2 separate regions of the Xenopus laevis genome follow, and region 1 is linked to region 2. A link is a contact called in public Hi-C data. All regions are on one chromosome and are shown on one strand. The core of a region is the stretch at or near the end of the contact, and the rest is flanking DNA. Distances in the headings are between cores, read along the strand shown. Region 1 holds the start of LOC108718205 (centrosomal protein of 63 kDa-B-like). Region 2 holds the start of LOC108718201 (flocculation protein FLO11).

Region 1 (5,838 bases), core at 2,442-4,941, 170 kb before region 2:
AGCAGAATCAGTGCAGCAGTAAAGTGTGCCTGAAGTTTATCAGAGCACAAGTCACATGACTGGGGGCATTAAGGAAAATGTCAAAATGTCTAGCCACAAATTTCAAATTAAATATAAAAAAATCTGTTTGCGCTTTTGAAAAACAAATTTCAATGCAGGATTCTGCTGGAGTAGCACTATTAACTGATGCATTTTGTAAAAAAAAACATGTTTTCCTGCGACGGTATCCCTTTAAGTTTTCCAGTGCATTTAGAGACACCTGCAAAGGGAGCATAATGAATAGGGACAGAAAGTAAGATAATGTAAATAAAAGCTTATTAAAGGAGAGCTAAACCCTAAAAATTAAAATGGCTAAAAATGCCATATTTTATATACTGAACTTATTGCACCAGCCTAAAGTTTCAGCTTGTCAATAGCAGCAATGATCCAGGACTTCAAACTTGTCACAGGGGGTCACCATCTTGGAAAGTGTCTGTGACACTCACATGCTCAGTGGGCTCTGAGCAGCTGTTGAGAAGCTAAACTTAGGGGTCGTCACTAATTATCCAGCAGAAAATGAGGTTGGTCTGTAATATAAGCTTATGCTACAGGGCTGATTATTAAATTCTGATGCTAATTGCACTGGTTTCTGTGCTGCCATGTATTAATTATCTGTATTAATTACTAATCAGCCTTATATTGTGACATTTCTATTCTATGTGTACTGTATATTGTGAGTGGGTCCCTAAGCTCAGTAAGTGACAGCAGCACAGAGCATGTGCAGTGAATCAGCAAAAAAGAAGATGGGGAGCTACTGTGGCATCTTTGGAGACACGGATCTTTACTGCTAAAGGGCTGTGGTTGCCTTGGGCTGGTAAAGAAGCCCAAAACATAATGTACAACATTTCTAGCCTATTTGTTAAGTTAAGCTTTAGTTCTTCTTTAAGGGAACTAGCATGAGACAGGATAAAGGCAGAGGATAGAACATATGCACAAATTACAAACACAGCTTGGAGCTCACCCTGTGTTCTGCAGCCTCTCTCTCTGCTCTCTCCCGTTCAGCTCCTATTTTCCTCTCCCAGTCGATGCCTGAATTGGACGCCATTCTGATATCCCTTTGATGTAACTCCTAAGTGAGCTGTGAGATCTGCTTCCTCATCCCATCCAGAATGCTCTTGTGGGTCAGCTCAGCCTGTGAGAGCTGGCCTTTCAGCTGCCAGAACACAAATATTAAGATCATTTTTGAACGCCTCCAATAGACCATAGAAGGTCACTGCACTTGCTGCACAGAACAGAGAAAAATTGACTATATCAAGTTGCAATTGAAGCTCATGCAGCAATGGAATTAAATATTAAAATAATAACATCTGTAAAATTATCCTGCCCAGTCGCAGCAGTACTTGCCAGTCACCTTGGGTGTTGCCATGTTAACCATTTTATGGTTCATGTTGGCAATGATATAGTAGTTATTCTTATTAAACATGTAGTGCTGTTTTATTGTAGAGATGCACTGAACCCTGCATTTTAGGGTTTGTCCAAATACCCGAATTCAGGGTTACAGATTTGTCTGAATACCAAACCAAAGCCAAACCCTTCCACAGCACGGAAATGCAGAAGTGCAAGCATTTTTTCAATTAGATAGGTTCCGGATTTGATTTTACCAGGCTCTTGGATTCGACCGATTCTGAATCTTGTTGAAAATAGCTTGGATTCAATCAAATCTCAAACCATATCCGGGATTCTGTGCATCCCTATTTTATTGTATTGTGCTTGCTTAACTGCTAGCTAATTGCATACAAACTGTAGCTGCATAAATGAGGACAAATCAATTCACCCTTAGGGTGATCGTTCGTTAGATAAAAGGCTAAAAGCTGTACGTCTATGGCCAGCTTAATTGGAACAAGAGAAAGAACCTTGGTTCCTGTAAGCTAACTGCAGAATCGAAGTAAAGGTTACAGCCAAAGTTATCATTTTTAGACCATTTAATTTTGTCATTTACTGCAGAAGATGCTTTACTTTGGGGTAACCTTGTTATTTAAGTAATTGTCAAGTTTCTTTTATACCAAAGTTGGAATTAACTACATAATGCTGCCTGTGTATTGATGTTCTGACCAGGAGGTGGCAGTGTGTGATAGGCTTTATCATTTATTGGTACAGGCTGTATTAGTAGCACGAGAAAGGCATAGGGAAGCCATAAACATTGCATTGCTGATTGGATTGAAGTCTGTGCCCTTGTACCAATTAAGACAGTTTAATTTTCCTAACAAAGTACTCTCCAAGAATGGAGTCGTAAACCACTGTGTCTCAAAAGGACAATGCACGACAAACTAGGGGACATTTATGAAGTGCATGGCGTTGTGCAAAATGCAAATAATTGGCACAAGCCTACATGTTTTTTGCACTTTGTGTTTTTTTGCACATTAGAACACCGCTGCAGGTTTTGAATTCCAAACCAGATTGCAGAGTGCTTTATCTCCCCATGAATACAGTTCTGCCTCCCTGTAAGGACACGATTTCTTTGTATTTGTTGGCTCTGTGCTCTGCTCCAGTCCTGTGCAGAGGGGCAGCCAGATCCCAAGTGCTGTTACAGTAAACATTAAGGGGTGCGTTTGTGTTCATGCACCTCCCTTCCACATAAAGTGCATAGCACCCTCAATAATGCTACAAAAACTATTTCAGATTTATTAAAAGTAGATATTTTTCTTTTTTTTATCAACCTTTTCTGACATCTGAAACTTTTCATGATTTTTCTCCAGATTTGGATAGAAAATTAATGATTTTGCTCAGTAGCTATTTTCCAACGTCGCCCCTTGCTTTTGTCTTCAGAAGGTGTTCTTCAGCATTAAGAAGATAAAAACCATTTTACCCTTTGAGCCAAAAACATCCAAGTCACCGAAATATATTCATTAAAATGCTGGGAAAAATGTTCATGTGGTAGGAAATTTATTGCAAATGTATTATTAAGTATATGAGGAAATTCTGCAACACACAGGAAAAAGTGATCAAATTATAACTAGAGGGCATTTCCTCACATATCTCCAAGTCTATGCTACCTCTGGTTGCAAAAAGATCCAAGCTGCCCTTGGTTTTGCCAGAACAATGTACAACTGGAGGTGATATCCTGAGTATTACAGCCAAAATATAGTACAGGTATGGTTATCCAGAATTCTTGGGACCTGGTGTTTTCTAGATAACGGATCATTCATACATTAAGCCTAATAGAAAATCTTTTAAACATAAAATAAACCCAAAAAGCTAAATTTGCCTCTAATCAGGATTAATTATATCGTAGTTTGGGTCAAGTACAAGGTACTGTTTTATCATTACAGAGAAAAACGAAACAGATTTTAACATTTTGGATTATTTGGATAGAATGGAGTCTATGGGAGTTGACATTCCTGTAAATCGGAGGATAATGGGTGTCCGATAACAGATCCCATACCTGCACAGAGCTTTCTGCACTTGGACTATAATAATTACTCAGCCTGGAATTGAATGACATACAGTAGGAAATGGATTTATGATCATTATTTGTATTACCTGACCAAGCAAATAATTAAAAAGTAAATATATACAGTACTTACCTAGGAACTTGTTTTCCAAAGAAGCACTTGGCATACCACAAGTTCTAATGTCGGGGTGTCCCTACTTTAACTTACTACTGATTGATAGAGTATACCCGTCTAGTAGTGATGTGTGAGCCAGCCACGGGTCGGGATCAGGCTGACCTCGCACCACTTTTGCCCACCCACCCTGCACTGCTGGCTTCCGACTTTCGGCTTCCTTTTTTATAGATGCACGCCTGATTGCCCGCCCCTTTTGTGACAACATTGGCGGCACTGGTCTATAAACGGAAGCTGGATGTCAGGCTCAGGCAAGCGCAGGTGGAGGGAGGGCGGTTTAGGATCGGGTGTTGGTCGGGTTTTACCTGACCCACACATCAATACCGTCTAGACCAATGATCCCCAACCAGTAGCCCATGAGCAACATGTAGCCTCAAAGCATGTGCTTATTTTTGAATTCTAGTCTTGAAAGCAAGTTTTAATTGCATAAAAATTAAAAATATAAGTATACTGCCAAGTAGAGTCTCCTGTAGGCTGCCAGTTCACATAGGGGCTACCAAATGGCCAATCACAGCCCTTATTTGGCACCGCAAGGGACTTTTTCATGCTTGCGTTGCTCCCCAACTCTTTTTACATTTGAATGTGGCTCATGGGTAAAAAAGGTTGGGGACCCCTGGTCTAAACCATAATAGATACAGACTCATTCCCTGTAAGAAACTGCTCTTTATCCACCATGCTACTCTGGCCTCCACTTCCAATCATGATCAATTTTTATCTACTTGCATTCAAAGAAATGGCTTGCCACTGGAGTTTTCCATCTGGTGGCACATCTCACACACAGGCAGCGTAGCTAAACAATTAAAATGACTTGCTGCCTATTCTTCCCTTTTATTAAACTATCCCTGTTTTGGCTAACTCAGGCATAATGGCTTCCAGGATGACAGCGAGTACATTTGTGTCCCCAGCTGTTGCTGGTTAATATAGGAAAAGATATTGGAAACTGTAGTTCAGGGTACACAAGGGTTGATAGTAAAGTAAGGGTTGATAAACATCTGGGGTTATGTCATTTCAATAATGGAATGCCTGTGCTACATTAATAAATTTGATAGAGGGGGTAGACTCAGCCCTACGAATAATATAAGTATTTTCCAATTATCCAGTAGGGAGCCAGGCAGTTGGTATACATTGTATGACTCAACAAAGGATCAGAATTTCCACCCAAAATTCCAGAGGATCGGTCCCTTAGTGAGGCCAAGTCAAGGACAATTCCACGAGCCATTGTTGCCAGGTTTGCTGGTGAGCTGTAGGGGGCCCAGTCCACTCAGCAAAGCCAATATTTGCTGAAATAATAAACAATAAGACCCCAAAACAGCAAAGTATTTGTATTTCATCAACTTTAAGCCTTTGTAAGTCTATTGAGTGGACTATTTAATGCCTTAGGAGGGATCCGGCTGCCAATTCCCATGTGATTTGGTGAGATCTAGACAGCAATGTTTAGTTTTACTGGTATTTCCATATTGAGGAAATACTTTTTCTCATCAGTATAAACTCAGTGATGATTCACCAGCATTCAATATGTTTGTTTTTTGTTCCTATATATAAAATTCATTATCTCTATTGTGCACATTACTCAGCATGTTTCAAACTTTCCTTAAAGAGTGTTTACATGACATGATCCATTATTTATAACCCATAATCGATGTCAAGATTGATGCTAGTTTTCCAGCTTTCTATATAATAATTTATTCATGAAAAAAATTGCCCCATTTTTGTTTTTGTGGTACTGGATGATATTTTGTGTGTTTTAGAAGAGATGTTTAGAACGTCCTTAAAAAGCAAATGTTATTCCAAGATGAAACTTTTAGAGCATTGGAGAAGCCTCTGCCTCTTTATTTTCTTGGAGATACTGTGGACAAATAATAATGAGTGACACATTCAAAAAGATTAAAAGAAATCATATGCAGGTATGGGATCTATTATCCGGAATGCTTGGAACACTGGGGTTTTTTTGATAAGGGATCCTTCAGGAGTTTGGATCACCATGCTTTCAGTCTGCTAAAAATCATTCACATGGGGGAACAATCACGAAAATGAAAATTGAATGATTATATACGGTATCTTATATTATCTTATCTTCAGGCTGAAATTTTCTAAGTATAATCTGTTAAAAATTATGTACAATTCATTCTTCCCCTATCAGCATCTGTCTGTCTAAATTCTCTCTTCATGCAGAAGTTAGGAGTCAGATCTTGATTGACAGTCTAATACAGTCTCTCCAGAAATAGAGTCTCTCTAC
Region 2 (6,098 bases), core at 2,709-5,208:
TTGATATGCCCATTATGGCACACCAGCAGGGTGCCCTCAGGAAAAACTATTGCTCCCCACCTATCAATGCATGACAGTGAAAAAAAGGCAGGGAGTTGGGACATGGAACATCACCATTTTGGTCATTATGACTCCAGTGCCATAGGCCAGAATTAACAGAATATGAGAAGAGAAAAGCTTTGCCAAGACACAGCACATACTACCATGGTACATATTATTATTATGTATTTACATAGCCCCAATATCTGTTCAAAGAGATTAAGACATCATTCCATCAGTCCTTGCCCAGTGGATCTTACAACCTAAGGTCCATATCACACGCACAATGGTCAATTTTATTAGCAGCCAAACATCTATAACATTTAAGGTTCCGGCTTTTTTTTTATTGGCCCAATATCATGTCCCCTCTTGTAACTCACAATAAGTTAGTATGGCTTATGTTCTTATCGTTTTTATTCTCACTGACTACCAGCAATATCTACAGTTAAAGAGGTTATTTACCTTCCAATACTTTTATTTATTTTAGGTTTCCAAATAGTTCACCAGAAATAAAGACTTTTTTTTCAATCACTTACTATTTGTGGCTATTTTTCTAATATTGATGTTTAAAGTTTCATTTTTCCTTATGTCCTTATGAAGCTGCTCTGGGAGGGGTCCAGAAAGTTCACCAGAAATAAAGACTTTTCCAATCACTTTCTATTATCTATTTGTGACCGTTTTTCTATTATTGAAGAGTAAAGTTTAATTTTTCACCTTCTAAAACAGCTCTAGGAGAGGGGGTCGCCGACTCTTTAACTGCTTTAAATTGATACATTTAGTTGATGCATTTGTTATCTTTGTCCCTGCTGAGCAGAATCCCTGAATTTCATTAAAGGCAGCTGAATTGATACAATAGTTGCTACTATTCCACAGATGCTGCTGAGAAATGTACCAATTAATGCAGCAAATTGTAACAGTTCAGATTCCACACCTGTATTACTGAGCTGTCCCACTCAAACACCAGGGACAGAAACATTAAAATGTAATCTTCAAGTTTGAAAAAACAGTAAAAAATTGAAAGCTATTGAAAAAAGAAGTTTATTTCTGGCAAAAAATCTAAAGAAGTCTGAAGCTGTCCACAAGGTGGCAGTATATGTTTAGAGAAGGAAATATGAACATAGCAGGAACCTACATAGCTGCCATCATTTTAAAATAATTTGCAGGGATGTTCTGGCAGAGCACTGGTGGATCACATTGAAGATACACACAAACCTGTAATATTGCACTGTACAAACCATACTTCAGAAGACAAATGGCCAAGGTTATTTCAATTGTGTTGCTTAAAGGAGAAGTAAAGCCTAAATGAAGAAGTAGGCTAGAAATGTTGTACATTTCTTCTCTACCAGCCCAAGGCAACCACAACCCTTTGATCTGTGTCCCCAAAGATGCCCCAGTAGCTCCCCACCTTCTTTTCTACTGATTCACTGCACATGCTCTGTGCTGCTGTCACTTACTGAGCTTAGGGACCCACTCACAATATACAGTACACATAGAATAGAAATGTCACACTATAAGGCTGATCAGTAATTAATACAGATAATTACTACATGGCAGCACACAAACCAGTGCAATTAGCATCAGAATTTAATAATCAGCCTTGCAGCATCAGCTTATATTACAGATAGGGTTGCCACCTGGCCGGCATTTTACTGGCCTAGCATTGTTAATAGGGAAAAAAGATAAATATATATCGGAAGGATGGTATTTATTTTTTTTTCAGAAAAGGTGGCAACCCTAATAACAGACCAACACTAAGCTTAGCTTCTCAACAGCTGCTCAGAGCCCACTGAGCATGTGAGTGTCACAGACACTTTCCAAGATGGTGACCCCCTGTGACAAGTTTGAAGTCCTGGATCATTGCGGCTATTGACAAGCTGAAACTTTAGGCTGGTGCAATAAGTGCAGTATATAAAATATGGCGATTTTAGGCATATTCATATTTAGGGTTAGTTTTCCTTTAAAGTCTCTTTGCTCAGTAATTAACACAGACACGTCCAGTTATCAGAGAAGAGTTTAAATAACTCTGCATACTAAGGCTTAGTCCACAGCAGGCGATTCGAGAAGATGTAGCGCCTGGCGACTAATCGCCTCTTCTTGGCCTCACGAGGAAACTTCAAGCAACTTCGGAAAACTAAGCGCCGTGTGTGTCATAACGCAGGCGACTCTCATTACAGCCGGCGCAGGAGAAGAGGAAGCGTTTCGGGGAGATTAGTCGCCTCAAAGAAGAGCCGATTAGTCGCCAGGGTGCTAAATCTCCCCGAATCGCCTGGTGTGGACTAAGCCTTATGGTGGTTATTAACCCTTTCCATGAAACCAACACAGTACGTGGGTGATAGAAGTCAGACTGGCAGATGAATGTACTGCTATCTGAAGCCCATCCAGGTTGGATCTTTCAGGGGACATCAAGCAGTCTCAGCCATTGAATGCATGCAATGCAGGCACCCACTTATGTCTTCTTTCATCAGAGACAATGCTGCATTTTGGGTGATTTCTCTCAGTTTTTAGTGACAGCTGAGAAGCAAACAAAATGACATTAACCCTAAACTGCTACCCATCCACATATGATTACAATGTGCAGTGATGTATACATCTGTCTTTTTCTTTATATTCCCCATACATTGATGGCATGAAACTTACTTACCAGGACAGCATTTCTGTAGGATAGAATGATGCTAGTGTAAACCTAGAATTAAATATTTTCTAGGGAGCTAAGGAACACTTACCACACACAAATACCCTAACAGCCAATAGCTCCTTAGAATGGGCCAAGCAATAGCATATAATTTGCACACAGGCCATGGTTATAGAATCCTTGCCAGTGCAGCCTGCAGCTTACTCTCTTATAGGAGAATTCAACACCCCCAACTAATAAAAACCCCTACCCTCCATAGTCCCCCCTCTCTGCTCTCCCCCCACACATAAGTTAACACCCTGTAAACGCCCCTAAGCCTGTAATTATCCCTCGTTGCAGAGTCAGTGCACGGGCGCCATCTTCAGTGCTTCATAATCTTAGTTAGGTAATCGTCGTATCAGCACATGTGCAGTTGGAGCAGTCTTCCACTTCGTGATAATTGCGTATGCGTCAGAAATTACAGAATCGCCAGAAGTAGACCTAAAGATTACCGAAGTGGCGGAAGATGTTGCCGTTGCGCTCTGTTGCTCTGACTCTGTAACGAGGGGTAATTACAGTCTTAGGGGCATTAACAGGTTTTAACATCTGTGTGGGGGAGTGCAGGGAGGAGGGGATTATGGAGGTTAGGGGTTTTTATTATTTGGGGGTTTAATTCCCCTTTAAAACACCTTAGAATCAAAGATATAACCCTTACATTGAAACAAAACAAAACAAAACAAAAAATGGGTCCCCCTGTTGCGTAGGTAGGGTGCATGAGCAGGATTCATCACAGTTACATGTCTTCATGTATATTAAACTTCTGGTCCATGGTAAGTACATTCATATACCCTTTTTTGTGTGTAAATCTTAGCAGATCAATACACATAGTACAATGAAGAATGCACTATATAACAATGGCACATGCAGAACCCCCTAAAAAGCATAAACCCCCCCTTCTTATTGGTACAGGTTAGGTCACATGGTAGCATGGTTTGAGGGGCCCCATGTCAGTTGAACAGCTTGCCTAGCATCATTGCACTGATTCTCCTGACCAGATTTGCTTGAAAGAAGGTGAATATAACCAAGAGGCTCCAATCCTACAGGAATTTGGCACAGCAGAACTAAAGCCCACGGTCCAAGGATTAAACTAGAAGGACATAACCATCAACCCTTTGCCTGAGGACATGATGGCTACTTCTACCCTAACTCTACAGCTCATGCTGGATCATTTCCACGACCGCATTGTTGTTAATATGCAGCAGACTCTAGAGGCAGTGAGAGCTGAGGTGAGTGAATTATGGGGTCGAAATGGAGCAACTGAACAGCGCATAGAACTAACTGAATCAGCCATGAATGTCAATGAGGGGGAAATCCTACATGCCTCTAAAAACTTGGCTGTAACTCAGGAATGCATGGAGGACATTGATAATACTCAGAGGAGACACAACATCCGCCTCCGTGGTGTCCCCAATTCAGTGTCAGATTTATCCAGTTTTGCAGCTGACTTATTCAAAAGCCTGTTGCCCAATGAGACTGTCCAGGTGGATTATCTATTCAGGATACAGCACAAAACTAAAAACTCTCATATGCCCCGTGACATCTTAGTTAGGTTACCCCTGATATCACAAAGGGAAGCTCTGCTGAAGGCTGCAAGGAAAATAAACATGAATCAATTCAAAGGCACCAAAGTACAACTGTATGCTGATTTATCACCTTCTACTTTAGAAAAGAGAAAGGCTATGAGGCCCCTGGTGATCTGGCTGCAACAGAATTCTGTCAAATACCGTTGGCTGTTTCCCTTTGCAATTGCATTTGAATTTAAGGGTTGGATCTATCAGTTTACAACATTGGATGATGCTTGCAGGGTGCTACTACAGGAACATGGGATCAACATATCTACTGATACAATTGATATACCTCCTAAGAAACAACAGGTTATCCCTTCCCCACGGTCTAGTCCTACACACTCCACTCCTTCTACAGATGCCTGTCTGGAGCAGGATCTCCCTTCTGCTGCATCACATGATTATACTGGAACCCTAAGGAAAACCCCTATTCCCAGCACTGCTGATGTTATGCCTCCTTCTGTAGAGAATGGACTGGAGAAGCAAAGCCCTCCTGAGACAATATCTACATCAAGCCATGGCGACTTTATGCTTCCGGCTAAAGCAAATGACCCAAAAACATCAGGCCTTCCAGAGATACGCTCTACACCCATGTCTGCTGAATATATGCCTTCATCTGGAGACAATAACCTGGAGAAGTCAGGCCTTCCAGAGGCAAACTCCAATCTCACCTCTGCTGAATATATGCCTCCATCTGCAGAGAATATACTGGAGAAGTCAGGCCTTTCAGAGGTAAACCCTAATCCCATCTCTGATGAATATATGCCTCAATCTGATACTATGCAGAAGTCAGACCTTCCAGAGGTAAACCCTACTCCCACCTCTGCTGAATACATGCCTCCATCTGGAGAGAATATTGTAAAGAAGTCAGGCCTTCAAGAGGTAAACCCTACTCCCACCTCTGCTGAATATATGTCTTCATCTGGAGAGAATATACTGGAAAAGTCAGGTCTTCTAGAGATAAACCCTGCTCCCATCTCTTATGAATATTTGCCTCCATCTGGAGAGAATACCCAAAAGAAGTCAGGTCTTCCAGAGATTATACCTTTCCCCACCTCTGATGAATACATGCAACCATCTAGAGAGAATATCCTTAACGAGGCAGGCCTTCCAGAGATAAACCCTTCTTCCACCTCTCCTGAACATATGCCTCAGTCTGGAGAGAATATTCTGAAGAAGTCAGACCTTCCAGAGAAAACCCCTACTCCCTCCTCTGCTGAATCTGTAACTCAATCTGGAGAGAATAGCCTGGGGAAGCTAAGCCTTCCAGAGATAAACCCTACTCCCCATTCTTCTGGTTGTACTCCTCTTTCTGGAGACAATGACCTGGAGAAGTCAGTCCTTCCAGGGATATACTCTACTCCCACCTCTGCTCAATATATGTCTCCTTCTGGAGAAAATAACCTGGAAAAGTCACAAATTCCAGAGATAAATACTACTCTCAGTTCTGCTCATTGTATGCCTCCTTCTGGACAAAATGACCTGGAGAAGTTATGTTCTCTTGAGACAAACTACACATGTAGCTCTGCGGATAGTAGGCCTCTTTTTGGAGAGAATGACCTGGAGAAGTCAAGCCCTCATAAGAAAAACTCTGCTTCCAGTCCTACCAACAATATGGCTCCTTATAGAGAAAATCACCCACAGATGTCAGGCCCTCCTAAGACAGACACAGCTACTTTGTGTTGTTGTGAGGGCAACATTGTTGAAATACAGTAGAGGAAAATGAAAGAATGCTTCAGATAGTGCTGGTTAATTCCACTTTACAGAAGATACAAATTGTAACAATTCATAAGACATACATATACCTTGTAAAAAGACCAATG

Evidence for each region. Hi-C and Micro-C count contacts between places; a contact is called where the count stands out from the background.
Region 1: a contact with region 2 is called in a Hi-C map of the XTC cell line, with 7 times the contacts expected there. The contact joins the promoter of LOC108718205 here to the promoter of LOC108718201 in region 2. A contact is called at or near these places in 3 of 4 Hi-C or Micro-C datasets (the XL177 cell line, the XTC cell line and animal cap).

Annotation. Positions count from the first base shown.
Region 1 is chr5S:117,848,101-117,853,938 of Xenopus_laevis_v10.1, reverse strand. LOC108718205 (centrosomal protein of 63 kDa-B-like) reads right to left here and starts at 3,691. Exons shown (of 5, transcript XM_018265893.2): 1 at 3,564-3,691; 2 at 1,001-1,192. The coding sequence starts at 1,084.
Region 2 is chr5S:117,679,583-117,685,680 of Xenopus_laevis_v10.1, reverse strand. LOC108718201 (flocculation protein FLO11) reads left to right here and starts at 3,958. Exons shown (of 1, transcript XM_018265887.2): 1 at 3,958-5,991. The coding sequence starts at 4,000. The coding sequence ends at 5,991.